Linked DNA regions of Podarcis muralis: region 2 is linked to region 1. A link is a contact called in public Hi-C data. All regions are on one chromosome and are shown on one strand. Each heading gives the region's core, a stretch centred on a gene start, on an enhancer-like site or on the middle of the called end of the contact. The rest is flanking DNA. Distances are from core to core; before and after follow the strand shown. Region 1 holds the start of THOC1 (THO complex subunit 1). Region 2 holds the start of YES1 (YES proto-oncogene 1, Src family tyrosine kinase).

What was found. A called contact is a pair of places that touch in the nucleus more often than the background predicts.
Region 2: a Hi-C map of blood shows a contact between it and region 1, with 6 times the contacts expected there. The contact joins the promoter of YES1 here to the promoter of THOC1 in region 1. A contact is called at or near these places in 2 of 3 Hi-C or Micro-C datasets (blood and tail).

The regions. Positions count from the first base shown.
Region 1 is chr8:46,079,314-46,082,306 of rPodMur119.hap1.1, reverse strand. It overlaps THOC1 (THO complex subunit 1), which reads left to right and starts at 1,497. Exons shown (of 21, transcript XM_028737230.2): 1 at 1,497-1,630. The coding sequence starts at 1,526.
Region 2 is chr8:46,264,872-46,267,864 of rPodMur119.hap1.1, reverse strand. It overlaps YES1 (YES proto-oncogene 1, Src family tyrosine kinase), which reads left to right and starts at 1,375. Exons shown (of 12, transcript XM_028737240.2): 1 at 1,375-2,016.

The DNA of each region.
Region 1 (2,993 bases), core at 248-2,747:
TCAGATCAGCCAAAAGGGATGTTCCCATTTGTGGGTTCCCTCCCCCCCCTCCACCGGGTCATATCAGGCTAACATACTCTATATGTTACTCATAACATACTCATAACACTGCTCTTTTAAGAGCAGTGGGAGTTAAAAGGAGAAATAGGGTTGTTATGAAAGAGTGGCCTTTACCATTTTTTCATGCACCACTGAGGATAGCAATGTCAACAAAAATAAGAAACATTTCATTTAGTCTTCCCAATAGACCATAAAAACAATCTGGAATAAAGAGGTTTTGTGAGTCTCTCCCCAACCCCACCGCACTGGCAACTGTGTTGTGCCATGTGTTTTAATAAACAAATAGTGTAGAGTGATCTTACCTAAAGGTGAATCTGCGTGGTTTTATAAGCTGGTGAGAAGTGTTCAGTCTCCAGAGAATTAAGGAAATGAAAACATCTAGCTATGCAGTAGTATCACTAAAGGAACAATTTCCTATTTGGTTTTCTTACAAATTTGCACAGAATCAATCAAGGTGACACCTAGGCATTGTTGCTCATACAAAATATAACACGCCAGTTCTTCACTGTAAGAGAGATTGCCTCTACATTAGTACTGCATCAGACTGGGACACACACATTTATAACATCTGTTGAAGACGCAGCAGGAAAATTAGATCGTTGAGTTACTAGATCAAAAAGTCTCCAGAAATCAATGAACATTTTTACCACAATAAATTATTACAATGCAATGCAATAAAATGTGTGTAGAACTGTAGGTGGAAAGATTGCATTTAATCCCATGTTTCTGCCAACATGGCGTTAGGATTTGGAAAGACGATATTTTAACCTTAACTTACCCAGCATTTCTTGAAAAGGTAGTATACAAATTAAAGAAATAACCTTATTATGTGGACAGAGCCAACTGGTGCTAATGATCTTTTGTGCACTATTCCCACTCTATCTTTATCAATTCTTTTTCTTCCAGTTGAATTAAATTGTGGCCTTGGGTCAACCCATTTCCCCTCCACATGATTCATGTCGTCCTTTGTTTGGTTGTGCGAGTGTGCCGCAGCCCACACTCATTCTGAATTGCACCATTTGGGGCTTGATATTGCACACGTGTGTGTGATATTGCACATATCAAAACATGCTTTCTTTTAAAGCTAAATAAAAGGTCCAACTTCAGCAGAAACTGAACTGAATATAGAATCCCTGTTGGAGGAGCACACTTCACCCCTGGATGCAATCATGCTGGGACTCTGGGTTTGGGAAAATAAGAAAGCTAATGCTTCTTAGAAGGAATATGAAAGATCAAACTAAGGTGGAGAAGCAGTGAGCCATACTTCCATCACTACAAAACGAACTGAGAATAAAACGAGGCGGGACGATGCGAGAGTTAAATGGGCAGAGAGCAGTCACGTGGTTCAGAATCCTCGAAGCTCCTCCTCCTCTTCCGAGTCTCCCTTTTCTCGGCGCTAAAAAGACTCCTCCCGGGCAGGAGGGGGCGCTCGCGGCTGCCTTCGGACTTCCGCAGTCGCAAAGGGATGGCGTCACCAGAGCGGGCCGCCGGTTGTTCGCCGAGTCTTCCAGGAGGTGCTATGTCGCCGCCGCCGCTCTTCAGCTTGCCTGAGGCGCGGCTGCGTTTCACGGTGAGCGGGGAGGCGGGCTGGGGCGCGAATGCCCACGCTGGGGACTCCGGATAGCTGGGTCTTCCCGAGCGCCTTTCCTTTTCGCTTGAGCTCCCTTTTCATCCCCGCTTGTATCCGGAATGGATGCGGACGAACTGGGTTGGGGGCGCGGGGAGAGAAGCCCACGCTGCTTTCTGCATGCCCCCCCCCGAAAAAGCGACACACTCACACCCGTCCTATTCCGTGGCGTTTCCTGCCCAATAAATGTGTTTAGAAAAGTAGCATTTTCGGTGGACGTGGCTTCCCTCGGTGGCGGCGCCGTGGGCTGGGGAGGGCGGGGTATAAAGAAAATTTATTTATTATTATTACGGAGCTCCCTCTCTACCTGACCGTTTCCCATCCCCAAAGCCATAGGCTTCAGACCTGTTTGTTCTAACAGGCCGTTGAGTATTAGTAAGAGGGACATCACTTGCATTTGTATCGACCACATTTCAACGCTGATATCTTCTGCACTTTGGAATTGTGTTTTTAAGCTTCGTTTTCAGTGCCCGTACCTTTATTGTGGAAATGAATGGTGGGATATAAGCAATAACAGCTTTTTGCTGATAACCCATCACAGGGCGACATTGTCCTCCTTGAGAAGATGTCGAAATTTTGCTTCCAGTAGGGTGGCCAGATGCCCAAGGGGAGAGGGTTTCTGCACCTATAATTGGTGTGTGGAGAAAGGAGTGTAAATAGAAGTAGCTTGCTGGATCTGTGGTGATGTTCATTCATACAAATCACTGTTTCGTGCTACAGACAACTAGTGAGGGATGTGTATGACAGCTAAATGTAATATATGTTTAACAAGTTTAACATTCAGTATAATCACTGTAATTCATTATCTCATCTCTAATTCTAAAATGGAACTCAGCCCGCTTTCAGGTGGTTTGCTTAGATTGAGTTAAACACTGGTAAAATATAGTCACATGAGTATTTCATTGTAGCCTGATTTTGTCTGGACTTATTCAGTCTGTATTCCAAACATTCCAGTTTAATCCTGTGAATTGGCCCAAATTCAACCAAAAACACATTTGTTTGTTATTTGCAGAGGTGAATGGATGCACTCCTAAGTCTACTTAGTTGAGAGTAAATAATACATAAATATGTAGTGCTTTCTTCTGAGAAACTATGGTTTGGATTGTGCTTATGGGAGCACCGCATCCCATAGTCATCTTTGACTGGACTTAACTGTCCAGGGGTCTTTTACCTTTACCTTTACCCATCATGTTACATTTCCATATCTGTTTTCAAAACTGCATGGCTAAGGGCATGCATTTTTGCAGCGTTTAAAAGCTTTAAGTATAGAATACACAAACCTTGAGGAACATTTTATGCTTACATT
Region 2 (2,993 bases), core at 126-2,625, 190 kb before region 1:
GTTAACAAGGGGAAGGTATTTATGGGCCTTTTACCAGGTGAAATGTTGACCAAAATACAATGTATCTCTGTGTATGAGACAAGCAAACACTGTCGGTAGTTTTGTGTATTAAATAAAATGTTTCCAATGAAAATACAATGATTTCTAGTTGTGGTTACTTTATACACTCCTGGACAATTTCTTATATATTTTTGTCATTTCCCCCCCTTTTTGGTATGGTTACCTCAGATTTTATGTCAGTAATTTACATAAAACAGTTTTATAGTTATATATAGTATAGCTTATATAATTTACAATATAATTTTAAGGGAAAGTTGATTTTACTGATAGTTGACATGTATATAACCTCAAATGATACCAAGAAGCAAGCATGCTTGTTCTGTTCTGTTTCTGCATTGCAAATAACTATACACAGACACATAAAAGTAGAAAGTTTGGTTTCTTAAGCTCTACTTTTAGTAAGAATATACTTTTATTAAGAATAAAAATTCGTATTCAGTATGAATGGACTAAATATGGACTAATGTTAAGCCTTCACATAGCTCAGCCTAAGTGAAAATCAAGTGCTGAATTTTAGAACTTGAGCACAGAACTTCAAGCAACTTTGGGAAATGCTTCATTCAGGACTTTAAAGACTAGTTGCAACAGAAGCATTATACTGACACACTGCAATAAGTTTCAAAATGCATTATCAGTTGCTTGTTTTAGTACTTGGCTTTGTTTCACAAACAGAATTCAACACACACATTTTATAAAACAGTCGTTTTTAGTGATAGAGCATGATATTTTCCTGGACCATTGCTAAGCAGATCAACCCTTGCACGCTTAAGACACTCTTGCAGGGCTCAAGAGCAATTATTATAAAAGCCTTCCAGTGCATCCAGGACTAATTTGGACCCTTGAGATGCCAGGTCAGACCTGGAGGGTTTTCTAGGGTTGTTATACCAATGGTTCACTTAAAACGTTTTAATTTACTGTATACTCTCCAAGGACTTTTAAAAATTCACTTTAGCTGAGGTCACGACTCTGAACACAATATAACAACCACCCCAAGCCTTTTTAAGTGGAAGCCAATTCTGCTGACAGAAACAGCCCTCTTGCGTCGACTGCTTTTTGAGGAAGCAGCCCCGCTTTATTTCCTGACGCGGCGCGAACACGGATTGGCCACGGGACACCAGGCGCGTCGTGAGGATGGACAGCAGCGCTCTGCGCGCTCAAAGTTTCCTATATTAGCATTACATTAACACCGCCGTCGTCATTATGGAATAAACTTGCGAAACAAGCCCTCCGCGATCCCTGCCCCACCCCAGGGCTGCTCTTCCCAGCAGGCTCCCGAGTCCCGCTCCCAAAGCTTCCCTTCCCGCCGCCTCCCTTCTCCCGGAGGCACCACCAGCCCAGGATTCCCAGGGAGCGGCCTGGGCCTGGCGGCGCCAAGCCAAAGAGGCTCAGCGGGAGAGAGTCAGGGGGCGCTGTGGGAGAGCCCGCCGCCTTCCGTCGAGGGAGCCCGACTTTCCCCTCCTCAGCAACAGCTGCTGCCCCCTTCCTCCTCCCTCGCCGGGTCTCCGCCGGCCGCCATGTTAGGTCGGGATGGTGAACTCGGGCTTTGCTGAGGGGGACCCGGCGCCTCCTCCGCCTCCGCCTCCTCCCTGGTGCGCGTGGAAGGAGAGCGAGCGAGGGCCCTGGCTTCCCGGCTCCTCCCTCTCCCCACGGCCTGGGCTCGCGTGCCGCCGCCGCCGCCTCGCCAAGCGGCCGCCCAGATATCTCTCTCAGCCCGGGGAACCCTAGGCCGGGGCTGATGCCGAGGGGCTGAAGGCTCCGGGCGGCACCTGCGCGGTGGGGGCGTCGCGTCGGGCGCCCCCTTCCTGCCTCCGTCTCCCCCTCACGCTCTCCAGCTCCCCTTTACTCGACGGGCCGGAGGTGCCTCCTGCCCTGAGGCGGAAGCGAGGGCGCCCTCACGCCCTCCGCCCCAGAGGAGGACTCGGCGCTTTCTCCCGGAGCGGGCCCAGGAAAAAGCAGGTGAGCGTCCCGAGCGCTTCCGTCGCCTTCCCCGCTCTCTCCCTGGAGGCGGAGGCGCCCGCAGAGTGCTAGGCCCCGCGTGCTTCTCCTCACCCGTCGTCGTCGTCCCCCCCCCCCCCCGACCCCTTCGGGAGTGCTTAGCTTCTTATGGTGTAAGGCTCTTCCTTCCTTGCTCCACACTTCCAGAGTTTTTAAGCAACTCCTTCTGCCTTTCCGCCCTTTTCGTTTAGGAGAGTTTGCGCCTGTCAATCACGCAACAGTGTGGGAATATTTCAAAAACGCTGCCTTTAAAAGTTTCGTTTCCAGGGGGTGGGGGGGTTTGGATGTGTGTCCCCCCCCCTTTCTCCTTCCCCGCTCCCTCCCCTTCTCGTGTGTAGAGGTGGCAGCCTGGCAGGAGACGCGCCTTCTGCTTGTGTTGGCTCCTGAAAGCCAGATAACAACTGTTCCCAACAGAAGGGGTCCTCTTCGCCCTCGCTTTCTCTGATTGACGATCCCAACAAGTTTCCTGGTTAGGCTTTGTTTGTTTTGTTTGTTTTGGCAAGGGGAGGAGAGGAAATAGGAGAGGAAACTCAAGTACTGTACCAAGTTATGCTTTCCAACCTTCACAAGCGCCCTTTCCAGTCTTCTCAACTTTTAAACTCCTGGAATATGTCTCGAAGCGAGTTGATGAAGTCTCTCTTTGTAGTCCCCTCAAGCAAATGCTGTATGCTGCTAATAAAGTAAGCCGGGACCATTTGTTCTCTTGAGTGTCAACGTCGTTTAAAGGATTTAGCACAGTTCTTAGTTTTAAATGTACAGTAGTCTGTTTCTCAGCCCCAAAAACTGCAGCTGCGTTGTTGTGGGTCAGAACGAATTCAGAAACTAAAAGCTGATTCCTGATCTGCACTTTGGTCCCAATATATGTATATTGTTTTCCAAACAATGATACCAGAGATCATGACTCTTAAGAATCATTAAGCTTTTATTACAGAACAAAA